2 separate regions of the Oryctolagus cuniculus genome follow, and region 2 is linked to region 1. The links are chromatin contacts, called in public Hi-C maps. All regions are on one chromosome and are shown on one strand. The core of a region is the stretch at or near the end of the contact, and the rest is flanking DNA. Distances in the headings are between cores, read along the strand shown. Region 1 holds the start of XYLT1 (xylosyltransferase 1). Region 2 overlaps XYLT1 (xylosyltransferase 1).

Region 1 (5,725 bases), core at 2,678-5,177:
GCCTTATGATCAGCCCCGTTTTGCGGCTGAAGGCATTGAGGCATAGAAGTTAACTGGTGCAGAATGTGTCAGCGAGAAAGTAGCAGAGCTGGGGGTCTGTCCTGGGTGTTCGGGCTCTTGTCCACTCCACACACTGACTGCTCTTCCTGCCCACACCCCTCTCCTGCTGCCCTGACCTCCTGGCCACTCCTGGGGCCTGAAGACCCCTCTTTTCCTGATCTCCCTCAATACCCCTAGCTCACAGCTGGGCCTGTCCAGGAGCTCAAAATCACGCTTTAACTGATTGCCCCCTCTTTCCACTGGAAAGTGATGATGAGACAAGATTTGGGGGTGTGGGTAGGGAGGGAATCCCACACATCAGTTGGAATTTCTTTAGAACCCCGGTTGTCAGTCAAGCGAGCATGGGAACCATATTTAAAAACAGATTTTCGCTAGAGAATCTACGTCATGCTGTAGTTTGCTTGCCCAGCGTGTAACAGGGTCCAGTGCATCTTTGTTGAGTAATGGAGAAATCTTTGAGAATTGAGAGTCACTGCTGTGGCCAGGGCTACAGCCGGAGTCCTAGGCGGTACTTTCTGCTCTGTTGTACACACCCCACTCTGCCTGTCTCACATTGTGCCACCTTGAGAGCTAAAGGCAGAACTCTCCTAATGTGAAAAGGCTCTTTGTGCTTGGTTTGATTTAGGGACACATGACGCCCACACCCTGCTCCCAGGGGCTCAGGCACTACGCACAGCACCAGTGCGCCCCATGAACTGAGCTGGGCATTTCACATATGCCAAAGTACACGCCCACCCAAGCCGCCTGCTGCTTGGCCTCACTTTGGGGAAGACGCTTGGGGTCTGACTTGGGGCAGGAGGAAGGACCTGGTGCCCCCGGGAGCTTGCCTTCCTGCTCTTCCACTTCAGATGATTTTTTCATCCTAGAAACATCACATAAACTGTTGATGGCATCCATAACCTGCCTGAGGGTTTAAACCTCCTTCTTGGTGGTGTTTTATGAGTTAAGATAAACAACCCTCTCTCTCTCTCCCCTCCAGGGACTTGGGGCCCTGGATCCTTAACCTCTCTCTTAAGCCTCTTAAGAGGACTGTGGCTAAATGTGTCTCATGGAGGAAGCAGATGACATCACTGTTGCTCAGGGAAGAAATGCAGCAGAGACCTGGAAGCAGAGATGGGCCAGAGGCAGGGCTGCCAAGAGTCCCAGAGGAGGCCCTACTGGGATGCTGGGATCGGGACATGGTTTAGACACCAAGGGAGAGAGCTGGCGACCTGATGGCTCTTGGGGACCAAGTCATCCACCCACTCCTGTGGCACTAAAGAAGCAGTGGTCCCTGGTGGGGAGGGGACAGCTCAAGGTTGTGTGGCAGGAGAGAGGCTAGGGCTGCCTCCCCTACTCACTGCCTCTTTGCTGTCAGACCCTGAGCCCCAGGGAGCACCCAAGTGGTTGCAGGGAAGTTGGCTTCCTGCCAGTGCCAGCGGTGAAGAACGGGCCGTTGGCCAAGCTGATCAGCACATTCTCTCTCTCTAGCCACAGTGATCGGTTTAGGGGTGGACCTGAGCAGAGAATCCTGGGGAATACTGACTCTCCTTTCCCCGCATTAGAAATGTGCATGTGGTGCAAGGAGTCTCAGCTACTGAGGGCACACATCTGTGACATGAGGAGAGGACCCATGGAAGGAAGAGAGGAGATACGGAAGGGAAGGGAGTTCTAAGTGGTGGTTCTGAGCAGCTGGATCGGACCTCACCTGAAGTCTGCTCTGGAATGTTCAGTTGTACAATCCAGTAAAGTCTACTTTTTAAGAGGGGTGTTTTCTTGCTTGCAATCCAAAGATTCCCACCTGATAAAGAGGTGGCAGGAGACTGGTGGCCCTGGGAGCTGGCCTGTGTGCCTCTATCCCATTCCTCAGTAGACGCGCTGAACCTACTGGGCCAGGCTGTAGATACTCCGAAGGCTCCCTCTGGTCAGGAGCTAGGAATCCCATCGAGTTTGCATCCGGCACTCCTAGTTCAGGGAAGTCGGTTGGCTAAGATGCATGGGTCCAGAAAACATTTTCCTGGGGGTCACTCCAGTACCTTCCTCTCTCTGGTGAACCTTAAGAACTTTGGGCATGTCCCTGTAGTGATGCCAGCCTCATTACATTTAAAAGATTTTGTTGGGTCCGGTGTTGTGGTGTCGTGGGCTAAGCCACCACCAGTAATGCTGGCATCCTGTATGGGTGCTGGTTTGAGTCCTGACTGTTCCACTTCCAATCCAGCTCCTTGCTGATGTGCCTGGGAAGGTGGTGGAGGATGGCCCAATTCCTTGGGACCTGCACCCATATGGGAGACCTGTAAGAAGCTCCTGGTTCCTGGCTTTGGCTTGGCCTAGCCCTGGCTGTTGTGGCCATTTGGGGAGTAAACCAGCAGATGGAAGATCTCTCTTGTGTCTCCACCCCCCCAAACTCTGCATTTTGAATGAATAAATAAATCTTTAAAAGTTTTTATTTGTTTACTATCTGAAAGGGAGAGGGGGAGAGAAAGAGATCTTCCATCCACTGCTTTATACTCTGAACACCTTTAACAGCCAGGGCTGGGCCAGGCCAAAGCCAGGATGGAACTCAATCCAGGTCTCCTACATGGGTGCTAGGGGCCCAACCACTTGGGCCATCTTCTGCTACCTCCAAAGGAGCCTGTTAGAAGGAAGCTGGAATCAGAAGAGGACCTGGGACTTGAACCAGGGACTCCAACATGGGACTCAGGCATCCCGCATGGGGTCTTAACTAGCGGGTCAGACGCCTGTCCCAGTTCCACTAAAGTTCAGTAACTGACACCTGCGTGCAGTTGCTCGGGGGAGGGGAGCTCAGTGCTGGCTCACGTCTGGAGCGCTGAGCCTGGCCGGCTGTGTGACACAGGTTAGTGTTCATGGATGCTTGTGGAGGCGATGACCTGATCATCACTCCCTACCTCGCTCTCTAGTGGATCCTCTTTGCACTCCACTGGCTTCCCTTAAAATCAGGATGAGGTCAAAAAGCACCGTGGACCTGATGTGCTGCATTCCCACAGGGCGTGCAAGTCCTGCACAGGTTGCCAACCCCATCCCGCGTGGCTGCATGCAAAACCCTGGACCGGAGAACAGGGGCGGGAAAGACCGGATGCATTGATTCAGGGCCTGCTGGGGATGCAGCTGGAGCTGGGAAGAGGCAGCTCAGGCTAGGAGGAGCCCTCCCCGCTCAAGGTCACCAGGAAAGAGGGGCCAGGACTGGAAAGGACAAGACCCATTCCCCAGGAGTGAGCCATGTGTAGGCAGAAGGCGGGCTTCCGGGTGGGTGCAGTGCGGGGCACGAACTCCGGGGCTTTCAGCCTGCGAAGGAAAGCCCACGGGTCTCCTTTTTCACACTAAAGCACTTTGCCGGGCATGGAGTCTGTTGCCTCGTGAGTCCGCAGGGACCAGCGCAGTGACTCAGTGAGCGCCGAGTACTCCGCCAGGGGTGGGCGTGTGATTCAGGAGTCACTCACGCGCTGGCGCGCATCAATCCCAGGCGCTAGGCAAAGCCTCTTCCCACCCTAACAGCTGGGATCCAGGGGTCCAGCTGGGACCCCGGGTGGCTGGGGTCCTGGCCTCTCGCCTCCACTCGCCGCCGGGACGGCAAACTCCGGGCAAAAAGCCCCGCTCTGTTCACCCGCCTCCCGCCTGCTCGCCACTCGGGAAGGCAGCTCTCCGGACCCGCCGCTTCCAGACGCCCTGGATGTGGAGCGAGCCCACCCGCTCCCGAGCTGCCCCACTGTCCTCGCCGCCGCCGGCCCTCCTCCGCGTTCCCACTCCGGTGCTGGAGGTGTTCAACTGCCCCAGTCGCCGCCCTCCCCTTTCCCTCCTCCCTTCCGCACCTCGGCTCCGCCCCCAGCCCCGCCTCTCTCTGCCCCAGCCCAGGGGCACCCGGCCCCTGCCCTGCCCCATCGCCCGCCCCTCCTGGCTGGGACCAGAGTGTAGGGGAGAGGGGAGCCGCGCGGGCTACGCGCCCCCTCCTCTGGAGCCCCGGCCCCGCACGCGCGCGCGCGCGCGCTCCCGCCGCCCCCACCGCGGCCTCCGGCTCCCGCCTCCCAGCCTTCCCCTCCTCCTGGTGACGTCCGGGTCCCTGCCCGTCTGAAAACTCCGCGCCGCGGCGGTGGAGGCGGCGGTGGCGGCGGCGGCGGCGGCGGAGGAGGAGGAGCGCGGCGAGCCGAGGCGGCGGCGGCTCGAGTGGGAGCCCGAGCAGCAGCCGGCGGCAGCGGGAGCCGCGGGCAGTGCGGGGGCAGCCCGGAGCGCGCCGGGGGTCCCCGCGCCCCGCTCGCCCGCCGTGCTCCGAAGATGGTGGCGGCGCCGTGCGCCCGGAGGCTGGCCCGGCGCTCTCACTCGGCGCTGCTCGCGGCGCTCACGGTGCTGCTGCTGCAGACGCTGATCGTGTGGAATTTCAGCAGCCTCGACTCCGGGGCCGGCGAGCGCCGTGCGGGCGCAGCAGCCGGCGGCGCCGAGCAGCCGCCCCCGGCCCCGGCCCCGCACCGGGAGCGCCGGGACCTGCCCGCCGAGCCGGCTGCAGCCCGAGGAGGTGGCGGCGGCGGCGGCGGAGGAGGAGGACGGGGGCCGCGGGCGCGGGGAGGCGGCCCCGGAGATCCGCGGGCGCAGCCTCCGGCCCGCCGCGGGGCACTGCCCTCCCGGGCACTGGTAAGATCCCCCTCTGGGCTGGCACCTCGCGGGGAGGCGGGAGGGCAGCCCTTGGACCCTGGTGCCGGCTCTCCTCATATCCCCTGGGGCCCCTGCCGGTTGAGGACTGCTGCTGGGGGTCTGGGGAAGTTATTTCCAGGGGACGCGCCCTGGGAGGTGACCGGAGCCAGCTGGGGTTTCTGTTCTCCGGGTGCCTGGCGGTTGCCCTGACCTGTGTAGCACGCGTGGGGCTGCTGGTGCGACGCTCGCTGCCTGGTGTGTGCATCGCGCCCGGAGCCTCAGCCGCTGCTCAGGGGTGGCTCCCGCAGCTGCATCTCTTTGCCGAGTTGGGTGCAGACAGCTGAGTCCCCTGCTCGCTCTGGCCTGGTGTGGAGGCTGGGGTGCACGCCCCTGAATCAAGACTCAGTCGGGGATACCTGGGCTCACTCTGGGTGTCGTGTGTCCCCTTGGTGGCCAGCTGAACCTTCTATCTCCAACCATGTTCTCCCATCTCTCGCTCGCTCGCTCGCTCGCTCTGTCTCTGTCTCTTTCTTTTTACCTCCTCTTCGTTTCCAATTCTGGGACATGGCCCTTCACTTCTGCGAGCCACTTCCCTCTCTCTGTCCTGTGTGTGTTGTGTCCCTCCATCCCGCCCTTCTGGTATGTGAACGGTTTAGCTTTGAACCTGTCTGGCGAAGCCCGTCTGGGGTCCTTCCGCTTCTTGGCCTTCCTCCCTGTCTCCAACTTCTCCAGGGATGCCCTTCACACCTCCTTCCTGAGAGCAGGCAGCGGGCCAGGGTCTCACTCAGCTCAGGCAGGTGGGTGTGAGCCTCTGTCTTCAGGCACAGCTGATGTGCTGGGTGTCTGTCTGGAGCATGCCACTTGCCTGCCTGCAGGGATTTGCCTGGAATCTGAAGGATATCAGACACGGGGCGGTGTGTGTGCCTGTGAGACTTCAGCTTCCTTAGGGACCAAGCGCTTGTCCCTGCCGTGTGTCACGTTGGGAGCCCTCACTGAAGACCGCCTCCGTGCACAGCGTGACACTTTCTGAGCTGCTCAACTTCTT
Region 2 (5,944 bases), core at 1,238-3,737, 280 kb after region 1:
ATTGTAATGGCCGTGGTCATTATTTGTACATACCCAGTGGAGTGTGAATAGTACACACAGTATATTCTCAGCCACAAACACGAGGGGAACTTGAGCTTTCAGTATACAGCCCAGCATAGTTTAGGGGTCATTTAGGGGTCTCTGTACAGACCCACAACAAACTGGGAACACTGGTGTGAGATCTAAAATGTCATACCTTGGCAGGAGGCTACATAGAGGAATGGGTGATGCCTTGCGTGCTGCCTATGCAGCTAAGAATATGGAAACTCTTCCCAGTGGCTCTCTCATACTGAGACTGAGCACCTGCTGTGGGCCATTTGCACGACACACAGGCAACTCAGAACAGTGTTACTCCCATTTGGCAAATTAGGAAACTCCAGGCCCAGTGAGCTTGAGAAATTTGCTCAAAATCAAACAGCAGTTCCACGGCGGAGATCACAGAAGTTCCTGCAGACACCTGTCGGAAAACGTCTTTCATTGTAGCCAGGTGTTGGCTTTTCCCGCTTCAATCACATCTGCTTTTCAGAGACTTTCTTCTGTCGTCCTCCCCCGAGGACCTCCCCTTGCACTCAAAGACCAGATAGCTGGCTGTCATCAGTCATCGTATGGGAATGCAGAGTTTGGGTAACCAAATGTTCTCATTTGAGATGTCTTGTGGAATAGGAAGATGGCTACGTTTCAGAGAATGGAAGTGCAGTCAGACTCGCGTGCATACATGCAAAGACACAGGCGCACACACCCCAGGCTGAATGTCGAGCCAGCTCCTTGTTCACGCTGCCTCACCCAGGACCCAACGTGGCCTCCTGGTGCCAATTCTTGTCACTCACCTTTCCATTACAGCTGTCTGGTGAAAGGCCTGATGTGCGCGGAGTGCTCATTGATGGAACGTCAGATAAACTGCCTCTTAAGAATGGCTTATGTGTGTCTGAAATGAAAAACGTGTTCTCACAAATGTTCTGCAAAAGCGTTTAGGCGAGGAGAGATGGCTTGCCGGTCCCTCCAAATGCAGTCAGCGTCTCTCAGACCTGCACCGTTTGGGCCAGTAATGAAAAAGCAAATCCAGTTAAAAGGGATGGGTTTTATCATCCAGGTGGTTCTCCAGTTTGTTGTGGGTCTGTACAGAGACCCCTGTCCTGCAGGGGCCTCAGACCACTTTGTCTTTGTCATGGAACTGATCTGTGCTCCAGTTTGTCTGTTGTCTGTATAGCATGTGGACCTGACTGGTTTTGGCTTCCTTTTGGTCTCACTGTGCCCTGCTGGAGGACAGGGACCCCTGCACCTCATCCACTGCTTCTCCATGGCCTGACCTGTCCAGAAAGTGGGCAGTCAGATCTCCCAGGACAGCAGTCACAGCTTACAAAACCGTAGAGTGACACAGGAGCACTCAGTGTTTAGAAAAGTACAAGTAATCCCAGAGATGCAGCAGGCAGCGCCAAATTGTTAGCAGCCTGTGTGCCTCGCTCAGGAGTCAGGCAGTGGTCCTGCAGGTGGCGAGGGGCCATTGAAGACGTTAGGTGGAAGAGGTGACATGATCAGACGTCTGTTCTCAGAGGATCCTGCAGCTGCTTCCTGGAGGGCACATGAGACAGAGCCTGCGGCTGGGGCAGCATTTTCTCCAGTTCGCTTTTCCTCTGGGCCCAGCAGCGGCTGTGGTCAAGCCTGGGGGTCCAGGAAGGAATGTGATGACTAGAATTTTCCATGCATTTTCTCCTTATCTCAGCAAGAATGAGTCCCTCTGTATGCTTGGACGGCACTCACACCAGGGATTTGCCGTATTTCCAGTTCTTTGGCTCTTGCCTTTTCTCCAGAGAGCCCTGAACTTGATCTTTCTTCAGTGTCATTCTGCAATCCTGGACTTGCTTTGTGCAGCACCAAGGCTAATGGCCATGTGTCCACTCCCTCCCTCTCTCCCACCCCCAGTAAGCCAGGGGGGGGCCGTGGCGCTGAATGCACTCCTGAGATGGAGCAGAGGTGGGAAAAGGCACAGGAGCGGGGCACGCACCCTGCACAGAGGTCTCACCCGTGTCACCTCCCAATGGGCAGCGTACGTCTGACGTCCGTCCCTTTGACGAGAAATGGCTTGAGAGGGTGATGGCAGTGTACTGTGTGTGTTTCCTGGCTCTGTTTGTAAAGAAAGGGAATTTCACATTCCTGAAGCTTACTCCCGAGGAGGAGAGTGAGATTGGAAAGTGCGCGGGCTCTGGCCCTCGGGTGCACTTGGAGACTGTAGACAGGCCATCGAAGCTCTTCCAGCCCTGCCCCACGCACCTGGCAGCCAGCATCTGCTGGGAGGGCTCCCGAGGGGTCAGAGGAGGACAAGCACTTGACACTGGGTCGGCAGCAGAGGGAGATGCTTCTGCAGCCGCCGTTGTTGTCTCACGAGCACTCTGACCCTGGGGTTCCTTGCCTCCCTCAAGTCTCCCCCAGTTCACCTGGAAAGACCTGGGAGGAGCGTTCCTGGCAGAGAGAATGGGATGGGCGCAGGCGCAGAGACTGAAGTGAATGAGGGCGCTCCTGGCCTCCAGGGAGTCTGTTCATCCTTCAAGCCAGGGTGGACTGAGCCCTCCCTGTGGGGCACAACGCAGAGATGAGCCTTGTGAGCCAGAGCTCCACGTGGGCCCTTGTTACACATGTCAGGGAGTGAGTGGTGAGTGCCTGCTGTGTGCTAGATCCTGGGGGAGCAGAACCGAGTTAGATGTGTGACGTCCGAGGTGCAGTCCTGGTCCTATTAGCTGACAGATGGACTCCAGCTGGCCCAGATGCGGGGGTGTGTCATTCTGCCCCTCCACCCACCCCCTTGTTGTTTGACAGAGGTCATGTGCACATCTGGGTGAGGTCCCTTTCCCCTCCAGAGTCCCATTGGTGGCTGGTACTCTGGGAAAGACAAAAGGCCCTGCCCAGGCCTGGCCACCCTATCCAAGAAAGCCCACCCTGACAGCCAGGAGCCAGGTCTTTCCAGAACACACCCCCCTCCATCCCCTTTGCAATCTCCTCTTTCCCCACATTCCTGGCAGCCAGACAGCCTGGTTCCTGGGCAAGGGCGCGAGCCCCGGCTGTGCCCTCAGCTCTCGAGGAGGCCTTGTTCCATATGGTGTGTCTTTCCAAGGGCACAGAGGCACCTTTATAATGTCTGTCCTTCAAGTGAAGAATTCCACTTCTAGGAACTGGGGGGAGGCTCACGCAGGGACATTCATGGGAGCAGCATCTGTAAGAGGCAGAAAATGCAGGCAGCCTCCGAGCCCATCACGAGGGGATTGGCTGTGCCATCCTGTGACGCTGACCTCCGTGTACTGATGGCACAGGACAACAGAATTTATCACAGCGTCAAGAATCATATATATGTATAATATAGTTCCATTTCTGTCATTGTAAATTAGATATAAATATCCCAGCACGTACTTCCTGGGGTTGCACAGGATTCAGTGGGCTGATAGATGCAGAGTGCTTGAAACAGTGTGTGGCACCACGTAGTGGGCATGCGAGTGTTAGATGTTGCTGCTGCTGGTGTTTGCTTCACTGTCTGGCTGTAATCTGAGCTTCTAGAACAATGGCTTTAAAAGCACAGGAAAGGGTGACAGTTGGCCTCCCACCATGGTGGCTTTCTGTACAGCTGGGCTCATCGCGGAAGGATCAGCTTTTAGCACCCATGGGACATGACACGTATCCTGCGGCTGCACTCCCTGTGGACCCTTCTGTCCGGTGTCACCACCTCATCTTGGGCTGCCTGGGGACCATCTGATTTTAGAACCAAAAGTTCTGTGTCCCGAAAGCCTAGAAGTCCCAGAAGCCAGGATGATGGCCCCCTTGTCGCCTAGCTTATTTTGGAAATAGACAGCGCAGTGGTCACTGTTGCTTTTCTTGCATCCAGTGTAAGAAAAGCCTGAGTGTTACAGCCAGGTGGGAGGGTATGCAGTCGCGAAAAGGAAAGAAATTCTGATGCCTGCTGCAACGTGGATGCCCCTGGGGACGTTGTACTCAGGGAAGACAGCCGTGCACGAAGGGCAGACACTCCATGTGCCCCAGGTACGTGCGTTCCTATACAGCACATAGAGCAGTGCGCACACACACAGTAGCGAGACTCTCAGGGACAGAGCGAAGGGTTACTGTTTCATGGGTAGAGTTTCAGGTTCGCAAGATGAAAAGAATTCTGGAAATGAATGATTACACAACAATGTGAATGTGCTCAATACCAGTGCGCTGTGCACTTCAAAAGGGTTTAAGTGGTAAGTTTTATGTTTCGTGTATTTTACCCTTGTAGAATAAAAAGATGATCCATTGGGTGTCATAAATACTGTTTTGTACGATGCAGCGAAGTGGTATTTAAATTAAATGTGCACATGAGGAAGCTGTGCGCACAAGGTACTCACCAGAGGAAGACATTAGGGAAGAGCAGCATGGTCCATTCTGAACTTAGTTTACAAGCGCCTCAATCCCTACCACCCTCAACCTGCCGATTCCACAGCCCCTCGTGACCTCGTCTGCTCCGCAGAGGCTGGCCGACTGCAGTCCAGGAGGGCTCAGTCCAGTGCCTTCCGCGGTCTGTGTGTGCCCAGCAGTGTCAGTGCGAGATCCTGAGTCGTGATGTTCACAAAACTCCTGTGTGTAACCTTGACCTTAACCTGTGACCTTAACCACATTCTTGGCCTTCAGGGAGTCTGTCCACCCTTCTTCCAAGTGTGGACTGAGCCCTTCCTTTGGGCCAGGAGCCGTTCCCAGCATCCCGCATTGGGAAGGCGTCGGGGCAACAAGAGTGCCGGAAGGGAGGGATCCAGAGAAGCACAGCTGGTTCTGTGTTCAGCTTCTGCATAGCGGAGACGGGGCAGGTCCTGGCCCCTCTCGCCCATCACCCGCTGCCAGCAGACAGGTCTTGCTTGGCTGCACCGCTTTGTGCCTTCTTCACACAGCCAGGGTGCCTGGGTGCTGGAGGGCCCTGCGAGTGGTGCGCCCTGCTTTCTGTGAGTCTTCGTGCTCAGAGTTACTACATACACGTGCATAAGAGACACACTGTGGTGCCACGGCCCTCCGGGAGCCAGTGCCTACCTCTGGTACCGGCTGGGAGACACAGAGCCAGTCCCTACTCTGGGCTGCTTCCCACACCACATTCTACAGGCTGTTCTGCAGTCTTTTGTTTTGTTTTGTTTTGACAGGTAGAGTGGACAGTGAGAGAGACAGAGAGAAAGGTCTTCCTTTTTCCGCCGGTTCACCCTCCAATGGCTGCTGCAGCCAGTGCACCATGCTGATCCGAAGCCAGGAGCCAGGTGCTTCTCCTGGTCTCCCATGTGGGTGCAGGGTCCAAGGACCTGGGCCATCCTCCACTGCACTCCCAGGCCACAGCAGAGAGCTGGAGAGGAAGAGGAGCGACTGGGACAGAATCCAGTGCCCCAACCGGGACTAGAACCCGGTGTGCTGGCGCTGCAGGTGGAGGATTAGCCTAGTGAGCCGCAGCGCCGGCCCTGCAGGTCTTGTGTTCAGATCAGGTTGGATCTTTTCACTGCTTTCCCCAGTTCAAAATGTCTTCAGATTCTGATGTTCCAGATGACAGTCATTGATGCTATGAAATAATAGCTAATGTTTTTCAAGGGCTCATGCTATGCTAGGTGCTACTGCACAGGTCCTACCATGCATGAGTTAACTTAGTACTCCGAACAGCACAGGCTTGTGAAGGTAAAAGTAACCTATTCCAAGGCCAAGTCTGGGCTTTTCTAAAGAGCCTGCAGGGTGCCCGTGAAGATGGGAGGAAGAGACTTGATCCTCTCTACGCATACCTGACATATAGCAGTGCCTCTGGGCCCCTGGGAATCTCATTCAAAGGCAGAGGAACACAGTAGCTCTTGGGCGGGGCCTGAGATGCTGCACGTCTGTGCACAGCGAGCCGAGGCTGCACACCAGGCTGTGAGCAGGGAGACATCAGAGCACCTGCCACTGTTCTGCACCTGGGGTGGAA

The links. Hi-C and Micro-C count contacts between places; a contact is called where the count stands out from the background.
Region 2: a contact with region 1 is called in a Hi-C map of psoas muscle, with 2.4 times the contacts expected there. The contact joins the enhancer-like site here to the promoter of XYLT1 in region 1. A contact is called at or near these places in 3 of 6 Hi-C or Micro-C datasets (ear pinna, psoas muscle and an unstated tissue).

The regions. Positions count from the first base shown.
Region 1 is chr19:20,233,440-20,239,164 of mOryCun1.1, forward strand. XYLT1 (xylosyltransferase 1) reads left to right here and starts at 3,928. Exons shown (of 12, transcript XM_070064777.1): 1 at 3,928-4,680. The coding sequence starts at 4,327.
Region 2 is chr19:20,515,429-20,521,372 of mOryCun1.1, forward strand. All of the region lies in intron 5 of XYLT1 (xylosyltransferase 1), which reads left to right. Among named protein-coding and RNA genes, the nearest start is that of XYLT1, 280 kb to the left of the region's middle. Within about 2 kb of position 2,488, at least 1 of the 8 cell types and tissues checked has an H3K27ac peak or open chromatin away from gene starts, as enhancers often do.